Regions from separate parts of the Muntiacus reevesi genome. Here region 1 is linked to region 2. The links are chromatin contacts, called in public Hi-C maps. All regions are on one chromosome and are shown on one strand. The core of a region is the stretch at or near the end of the contact, and the rest is flanking DNA. Distances in the headings are between cores, read along the strand shown.

Region 1 (4,450 bases), core at 1,912-4,411, 150 kb after region 2:
GAGGTCTTCTCTAGCCCTAACAGTACATCTCTACGGTAGAGAGGGATGGGTCCTAGGGGTTTCAGGAGGGGATTCTGCTAGGCTCAGCCACCACACTTTCATGGTATCTTTGACTCATGAGAAATGTAAGGGTGAGATCTGGCCTGTCTGTCTGTACACAGGGTTTATAAAATTGGGAACAGAATCCAGGTCATTTAGGGGACCAGAGTATATGACAAGAAACCCTTTCCCTGGGCTCGGGGTACCATAATCCTGTGCTGAATAGAATGAAATGCTTCCTGTACCAGGGTTAAGGGTCCAGGTATAGGAGTCTTCTCATGCCAATCATTTCTCTTGAGCTGAGCCTTTAAATTTTTTTTAATTGAAATATAGTTTATTTACAATGTTGTGTTAGTTTCAGGTATACAGCAAAGTTATTCAGTTATACATACACATCTATATTATTTTTTACATTCTCTCCCATTGTAAGTTTTTATAAGATATTGAGTATAGTTCCCTGTGCTATACAGTAGGTCCTTGTTGGTTGTCTTATATATAGTAGCATGTATATTTTAATCCCAAATTCCTAATCTAGCCCCCATTCTCCAGCCTTTAACTGTTGAACCTTTGGTTGAGTCTACTCTATGCTAGGCCCAGCACAGGCTGAATGAAGTATATAGACAAAGATCCTGCCCTTGGGAGGCCCACAATCTACTTGGGAAAACACATATACATTAGTCATCATCACTTACTGTTTATTGAACAAATAAATGATTGTACCGTCGTCTATCAAGGTAGTTCTGGACACCTGGGTGGGGACAGGAAAGGTGACCTAGAGGAAGAAGGAGTGAGTAGAATCTTGAAGACAGAAAAACTCTGAATTCAGAAAGGCCTGAACAGGGAATTCCAGGAGAAAGCTTGAGCAAAAGTATGGATGTGGGAGAGTGAAGAGACAACAGGAGTCTGAGCGTAGCACAAGGTAGATGTAAGTGAGGAAGAGGAATAAAGTGAGAGCACTGGGGCTGGATCATGGAAGGCCACAAATGCCGTATTAAGGGGCGTGGTACTGTGGGAGCCACAGGAGGTTTTAGAGCAGGCAAATGATGTGACAAGAAGGCGTATTAGGGATTATCCAGTTTAAGTCAGCAAAAGGTGAAGAGAGGGTATGAGGTTAGCAGGAAGCAGATGTGATGGGCAGAGGCTCAGGGTTGCAAAGAATGAGGATGGTTTGGGGATACCACTCCAAAGGCCAAAACACTGCTTCCTCACTCCTACCCATCTTCCCCAAACCGCTGGGTATTGTTTCCTGGTTCCTTCTCCTAGTTGCTAGGATTGAGACGTCCCTCTGGGGTTTCAGATTAGGCCGGGACAGGATTTTATCAGCAGAGCAGAAGCTCTGGCCTAGTTCCCTTCCCCCACAACCCCCCTCCTGGTGAGACAGATGGGCAGTGCCCAGATTCATCCCCACCAGCCCTGCTCTACTGAGAGAGGATGCACAACCTCTGGAGGTGCTGAGGATGTGTACTGTGGTCTTTCCAGCCACTTCTCAGGTCACTGGGAATGCTGGGGGCCTAGAATATGGGACTGGAAGAATCCTGAGGGTGATGACTTTGAAAGAATCTCTAAAAGGTAACTTGGATATTTCGACAGATATGAAAATTGAGGCCCAGAGAGATGACATGACTTGCTTGAGGTCACACAGCAAGTTTGGGGAAAGGACGAAGCCCAGGTCTCCTGGGGGAGGCTGAAGCACCCTCGGGCTTTGATTATCTGGTGCTTGTAGAGAGTGGAGAGTGTTGGAGCCAGGAACTATGTGTTCAAATTCTGGCTTTGCCATTTACTATAACTGTGTGACTCTGATTCCTCAACTGGAAAATGGGGATAACACATACCTTTTCGGTTGTTGTGAAGAATAAAAACACATATATAGCAGTATGGCACAATGCCTGGCACTCAGTAAGTGCTCAAAAATGTCAGCTAATGGTCTGGCAGTGGCAATAGTTGTTGTTGAATGCGTTACTGAATATGAATCTATATACTAACCATGAGATCTGCTTCCCTGTGTGGTGGTGGTGTTGTTTAGTCACCCAGCTGGGTCCCACTCTCTGCAACCCCACCGACTATAGCTTGCTAGGCTCCTCTGTCCATGGAATTCTCCAGGCAAGAAAACACTTGAGTGGGTTGCCATGAGATCTATCTCAGTTTCCCTGTGTGTACATCAGGGTTAATAATCAATCAATCCCTGTCTCTCACTTTTCTGTCCAGCCCCAGTAGCAATATGGATTAAATAAGGTGTGTAAGGGCTTCCCAAGTAGCCAGTGGTAAAGAATGAGCCTGCCAATGCAGGAGAGTCAAGTTCCATCAGGAAGATCCCCTGAAGAAGGAAATGGTAACCCACTCCAGTATTCTTGCCTGGGAAATCCCATGGACAGAGGAGCCTGACAGGCCACAGCCCATGGGGTCACAAAGAGTCAGACAGGACTGAGCACACACACGCACAAGATGCGTAAACGTTCCAGTGTAGATTACTCTCTAGGTCAAAGTTTATTTAGCCCAAAGCAATTCCTCTCCAAGTTCTACCAGCAATATTTCCCTGTCAGCCTAACCAACTCTTCTATACTTCCTGCGATCCCCTGGAACCAGGGAAGAGGGTTATCCCCCAACTGTTAAGCTTGCCCAGCCGAGGAAAAAAAGGAGTGGGAAAGCAGCGAGCGTGTACGGCAAGAAAGAGAGATAGAAAAGGCAGAGCCGAGAGCCGGGTGGTGGGGAGGCTGGAGTGCACGAGCGTGGTGTGGAGTTGAGAAAAGTGTACAGACTGAGGGACTTGAATATAAGATGCAGGTGAAAGGACAGGAGAGGCGGCGGGAAAGGTGAGGGCGCTGACAGATGCGGAGGGAGTGCAGCAAGATGGGGATCTCGTAGGAACTAGTGGGAATCCCCCTCTTAGAGAGGTCCGTGGGTCGCCCAGAGGCAGGGCGGTCCAAGCTTCCAGCAGTTGTTTCTCCAGGCCTCCTCTTCCCTAGCCTGGGAGTCTGGGATCCCCGCGAGGGAGCCACTAGCCGGCTAACCGCGGAGGAGGCGGGGAGAGGGAATCCGCAGTCTGGGATTGGCCGCCGCTTGGCCGGCCGGTGACGCGAGGCGGGCGGGCCCCTTTGTGACGTCACAATCAGCTGTTTGAACGTTCCAATTTGTGCCGTGAGTCCAGCGGCGGCGGCTGTAGACTCAAAGCTTCGCGGGCGAGCGCAGTCAGTCTGAGTGCGCGACGCGCTCCCAACCCAGCCCCCGCGATGCTGCCGGGCCTGTGATCCGCCGCCGACCCCGGGACGCTCCACCTCACAACTACCTCAGCGCTACCTGGTTCCGCCGCACCGCCCCCAGTCTCCAGGTGAGTTCCGACCGGCTTTGGCCAGGGGGGCTCCTGGAGCCTCGGGACACGCCCCGCGCCCCCAGTTCCCGGGTCTTTGTCAGTCTCCGCCAGCGGCTGCCGGGGCTGCATTCTGGGCTCCGGATTGGCTGCCCCCCGCCCGGTAGACGGTGACGTCTCCCTATTTGCATATGACATTGAGACGTCACCAAGGCCGGCACCGCCCCCCCACCCCCTCCCGACTCCGGTCGCTTGTCCTCCGGTGACCCGTTGGGCGCTGGGTCGGAACTGGGCCCATGAGTGAGGGACGCTGAAGGCAGCGGGACCAGAGGGCCCTCCTGTTTCCTGGGCTAACCCAGGAGCTGAGGTCAAACCTCTGATCTTCTACTTTCTCCTTAGACCTGAGAGTGGTTCGAAGAGACTTGAGAGAGGTTCCGAAGGCACAGCTGGGTCTAGATAGGGGGAGGGGGTTGTCAGAAGTTCTGGAGCCCCTGAAGCTTGAACTGTAGATCGCTGGGGCAGCGCCAGGTGGTGGTGCAATCTCCTCCCTCTGGCTCCAGGCTCTGCGCCCCTGGGGCTAACATCATAACATTCCCTTAATCCCTGACATGTGTGCAGCGCCTTAGCTGACGTCGTTCCCAGCCCCCGAACGAGGGGTCTTAGAGCCCATTTCATGAAAGGAGAAACCGAGTCCCTGAGAGGGGAGGTGGCTTACTCGAGGTCGTGCAGCCAGTTACAGTCATGCCTTCCTAGTGAGTGGCGGATCCATTAGCCACTGGCACATACCTAGTAGAAGCTTATTACAAGTAACAAGTTACTCATCCTCCTTGCACCTAAGACTCCACTTGGGTTAGTTCAGTTCAGTCGTTCAGTCGTGTGGGACTCTTTGCAACCCCATGGACTGCAGCACACAGGCCTCCCTGTCCATCACCAACTCAAACTCATGTCCATTGAGTCGGTAATGCCATCCAACTACTTGGACTAAGCCCCATCCAAATTTGATACTGCTCCCAGATTTCCTCACTCCTGGATCTTTTTCCAGGAGGTCTCTGGAGACTGGGTCCCTTTTTGAGGCCCCCACCCTCATTCTGTACCTCAGAGTTCTGG
Region 2 (4,365 bases), core at 720-3,219:
CAAATTGGAATCCAGGACTGTCTGACACCAAAGACTGTGTGCTTAAACATTTTGCTGTACTTCTACTTAACAGCAACTCTGGGAGTCTTCCATAACTAGTTCAGCTGTTCCATCTAATTGGTCTTCAAATCCTGTTAAGTCCACCTCCAAAACTTGAGAATCATTTCTTTCAGAGCTGCCCCCATTGCCACAGCCCACATCCTTCACCCCTACCCTCACTGACTGTAGCAACTTGTCATTACTTTTCATTCTCTCCGTTCTGTTTGTGCTGCCTCAGAATGATCTGTGGAAGACTTTAGTCTCAAATAATTCTCCACAGTGGTTCTTCCATTCCACAGAATATTAATTCCAAAACTCAAAATCCTATCACTCAAAGCCTTAACTTCTTCCAACTCCTTCCAACGCCTCCTTAATTCTTACTGTGGCTCCAGCCAGTCACATGAACTATAGGCCATACTCTTTTTTTTTTTTTTTTTTTTTTGCTTTTATGATTATGATCTTGTTCAATTCATTCACCCCCCCTCAGTCTGGTTTACCATATGTAAGATGGTCATGATACTCCTGTGCTTATCTTGGGGTCCAGTCACCCTATCCTTCCCCTTGCTAAACACTTTTCAAATGTTTCCTGCATTCAATAATCATTTGTGTACAATCCTTTTTAAAAAAACTTTACTTAAAATGATTTTAGATTTACAGAACTGTTGCAAAAACAGTACAGAGAATTCCTGCACAACTCTTCACCCAGGCTTTCCCCAATGTTAACATCCCATATAACTTGGTACAATTATAAAAACTTGACCATCAATAAAATAACACTCAACTTTTATATTAAACTTTTAAAACCTTTATACAGCTGTCACCAGTTTTTTCACCAGTGATTTTCTCAGTCTCGACCAATCTGTGACAGTTCCTCATTCGTTCCTAGTGTTTCATGACTTTGATATTTTTTGAAGAGTGTTTCCTGGACACATTGTAGAATGCCCCTCAAGTTTAATGTTTTCTCATAGTTAAGGCCATGGATTTTTGTGGAAAAAAACAAAACTGGAGGTGGCGTGCCCTTGGTGCATGGTATCAAAGGGCATGTATAAATATGTCCTGTTTCCAGCTATGTTAACCTGGACCCTCTGGTTAACATGGTGTTTGCCAGGTTTACTCATTGTAAAGTCACTATTCAGCCCTGTTAACCTGCGGACGCCCATGGAAAGAGAACCAAGTCCTCCCCAACAGGCTATGGTGGAAAGAAATTTGGGAACTAGATCATCTGTGTTGAAATCCAGCAAACTCCAGTGACTAGAAGAAACTAAATTGAGTCTACTGGAGTAAGGGAGGGTGTCAGCCCAGGCTGTTGGCACGAGGCTCACTAATTAGTAAATCATTTCCTGCTAGAGAACACAGTTTTGTGGAAGACGGAACAACACAGGGGTCTAAGAGAAGGTGAGGGAGCACAGAAATGTGAAGTGGCTTCTCCAAGGGAACACAGGGATTCAAAGTATGCAGACTGCCAGACTAGCCTTGACCACTTCTCAGAGCCTGCATGGAATATTCCCAAGTGAGTCGCTCTGGAGACCCCCAAGGACGCTTGACTCCAGCCCGAACTCCAGGTTTTCTCGCGTTTTTAGAGCATTTGGGCTTCGCGCCTTGTTTTTGCCTCAACCTGAGAGCAAAGGCCTCAGCACCCCCAGTCCTCGCCTTCAGAATCGCTCATCACCCTCCACTCAGAGCCAGCTTAAGACTTCGGTTGAGGGTTGAAAGCCTCTTCCAACAACGCGAACCAGCATCTTTTCGGCACAGTGGGAGTTAGGAATTTTCCATAGCTGAAGTGCTCCTTTGCTCCCTTGCCGTTCACTTTCTGACTGCACAAGGCAAATTCCCCTCGAGCCCTGAGGGAGCTGACTAAGATCCGCCTACCCGCCCGCCCCGCCGTCCTACGCTGGTTTCTGATAGGCCATCGAGGCTGTCCGCCTTGGCAGGGAGTTGTGCGCAGGCGCAGAAAGGCTGCGAGACTGGGCTGAGGGCCGGCGACGCGGAGCTACCGGATCGGTCCGAGATGGTGAGTGTCCGCCGGGAGCTTGTGGCAGGCGGCCGGGAGGTGGCCGAGCACGACTTTCCACCACCATGAGCCTGGCTTTCTATCCTCCGGGGACAGCTCTGAGCGCCTGGCTGGGCATCCGCGGGGCTGGGCGGGGTCGGGCCCGAGCTGTCTGGAGGGCGGAACTGGGGCGGCGCGGGCCTCCAGACTCAGAGGGGACTGAGGCGGGGCCACCGGATCCGGCAGTCCCTTGACCGGAAACAGTTGTTTAGGCCTCGGCTAGGGGTGGACGGAGGTGGGGAGGCCTGCCCACAAACCCTTGCATCCTAGCATCCTGGACCTTGTTGCGCGACTATAACTATAATGATTACATTTACAGGAAGCTTAATTCGTATCTGGCTCTGCTAAACGCCTCCCCATGCCTACATATCTACATGTAGGTACACCCCACAACTATGTAGGTGTACCTACGTAGATAAGTAGGTACACCCATTATCCCCGTTTTACATACTTGGAATCTAAAACCCAGTGAAGCTAAGTGTCTTGCCCCCAGGAAATGGCAGAGGTGGATTTGAACCCTAGAAGCTTGATTGCTGTCTTTGTGTCCCCGTCATTCTTTCGAGCCGCTGGGACTCGTCAGAAACGAGTGGGATCCACCCTTGGGGTTCCTGCCCTGCTGGCTGGAACTGTGGGTTCTTTACGACTTTACAGGTTTGTTTTCTTGTTTTTTTAATCCTCCCAACTTTAAAATAACTTGAAAAGACCTTTTCAAGGTTAAATCAGGTTTAAAACCGTTCCCACGTTTAAAGCCTTTGAATAGTTTTTAAAAATCTTATGTAAGTATTTAAAGACTATAAGAAAAATGGAAAAGGAAGAAGAAACAATGCCATGATCTGGAGTTAGGTAACGACTTATGATTAGGTATATTACTCCTATTAGTCTTTTTCTCTTCAGTTTTTCCTCTACATAGTTTAGCAATGTACTTTATATGGTTAGCTAGTTTATAGTATAGAGGAAGTAACTTCATCTTTCACATCACTTTTTAAACTGTAAAAGAAAAATTAACTTTTAACAGACAAATCTTATACACAGTTAAAAAGAAAAACTGAAAAGATCTAAGTGAAAAATAGATCTCCCACCCAACTGTGACCCCCAACCTCATTCTCCTTCAGAAACAAACATTGTTAGTTTCTTTTATTATATCTATATGTATATATCAGTTTAGTTGCTCAGTCGTGTCCAACTCTTTGTGACCCCATGGACTGTAGCACACCAGGCTTCCCTGTCCATCACCAACTCCTGGAGCTTGCTCACACTCATGTCCATTGAGTCGGTGATGCTATCCAACCATCTCATCCTCTGTCATCCTGTTCTCCTGCCTTCAATCTTTCCCGGCATCAGGGTCTTTTCCAGTGAGTCAGTTCTTTGCATTAGGTGGCCAAAGTATTGGAGTTTCAGCTTCAGTATCAGTCCTCCCAATGAATATTCAGGACTGATTTCCTTCAGGATTGACTGGTTTGATCTCCTTGCAGTCCAAGGGACTCTCAAGAGTCTTCTCCAGCACCACAGTTCAAAAGCATCAATTTTTCAGCGCTCAGCTTTCTTTATAGTCCAACTCTCACATCCATACATGACTACTGGAAAAACCATAGCTTTGACCAGATGGACCTTTGTTGGCAAAGTAATGTCTCTGCTTTTTAATATGCTGTCTAGGTTTGTCAGCTTTTCTAGCAATGTCTAGGTTTTCTAGCTATATCATAACTTTGTCTAGGTTTGTCATAGCTTTTCATATATATATATGAGACCCCTTTTTCTTACAGGAATCAGAGCTTCCTGCAACCTATACCATGCTATTGTGTATTTATATTCATAAAAGCAAAACATACTTTAGATGCATGTTTTAACAAATTTAAGCATTACCGTAACTTAGAAAAGTGTGTGTAGTCCCTATCTCACTCCCCTCTGCTGATCACTGTTGACAATTGGATACATCTTCTTCCAGATTTGTTTAGTGCATAAGCACATTTGTATATAACATGTTTATTACATGAAATTGGAACTTATGTATTTATACATATTAAAGTGACACAGTGGTAAAGAATCCGCCTGCCAGTGTAAGAGACAAGGATTCGATTCCTGCACTGGGAGGATCCCCTGGAGTAGCAAATGGCAATTCCATGGACAGAGGAGCCTGGCGGGCTTACAGTCCATGGGGTCGCAAAGAATCGGACATGACTGAGCAAGCACACACACAAGCTTACTTTAGGTTATATGTATAATCTCATTCTTTAACTTTGTTCACTAAAAAATACCAGATATTTTTTCATGTTGATACA

The links. Hi-C and Micro-C count contacts between places; a contact is called where the count stands out from the background.
Region 1: a contact with region 2 is called in a Hi-C map of muscle, with 3 times the contacts expected there. The contact joins the promoter of TP53INP2 here to the promoter of DYNLRB1 in region 2. A contact is called at or near these places in 2 of 3 Hi-C or Micro-C datasets (blood and muscle).

What each region holds. Positions count from the first base shown.
Region 1 is chr2:62,372,644-62,377,093 of mMunRee1.1, forward strand. TP53INP2 (tumor protein p53 inducible nuclear protein 2) reads left to right here and starts at 3,162. Exons shown (of 4, transcript XM_065921865.1): 1 at 3,162-3,364.
Region 2 is chr2:62,223,747-62,228,111 of mMunRee1.1, forward strand. It overlaps DYNLRB1 (dynein light chain roadblock-type 1), which reads left to right and starts at 1,970. Exons shown (of 4, transcript XM_065921852.1): 1 at 1,970-2,050. The coding sequence starts at 2,048.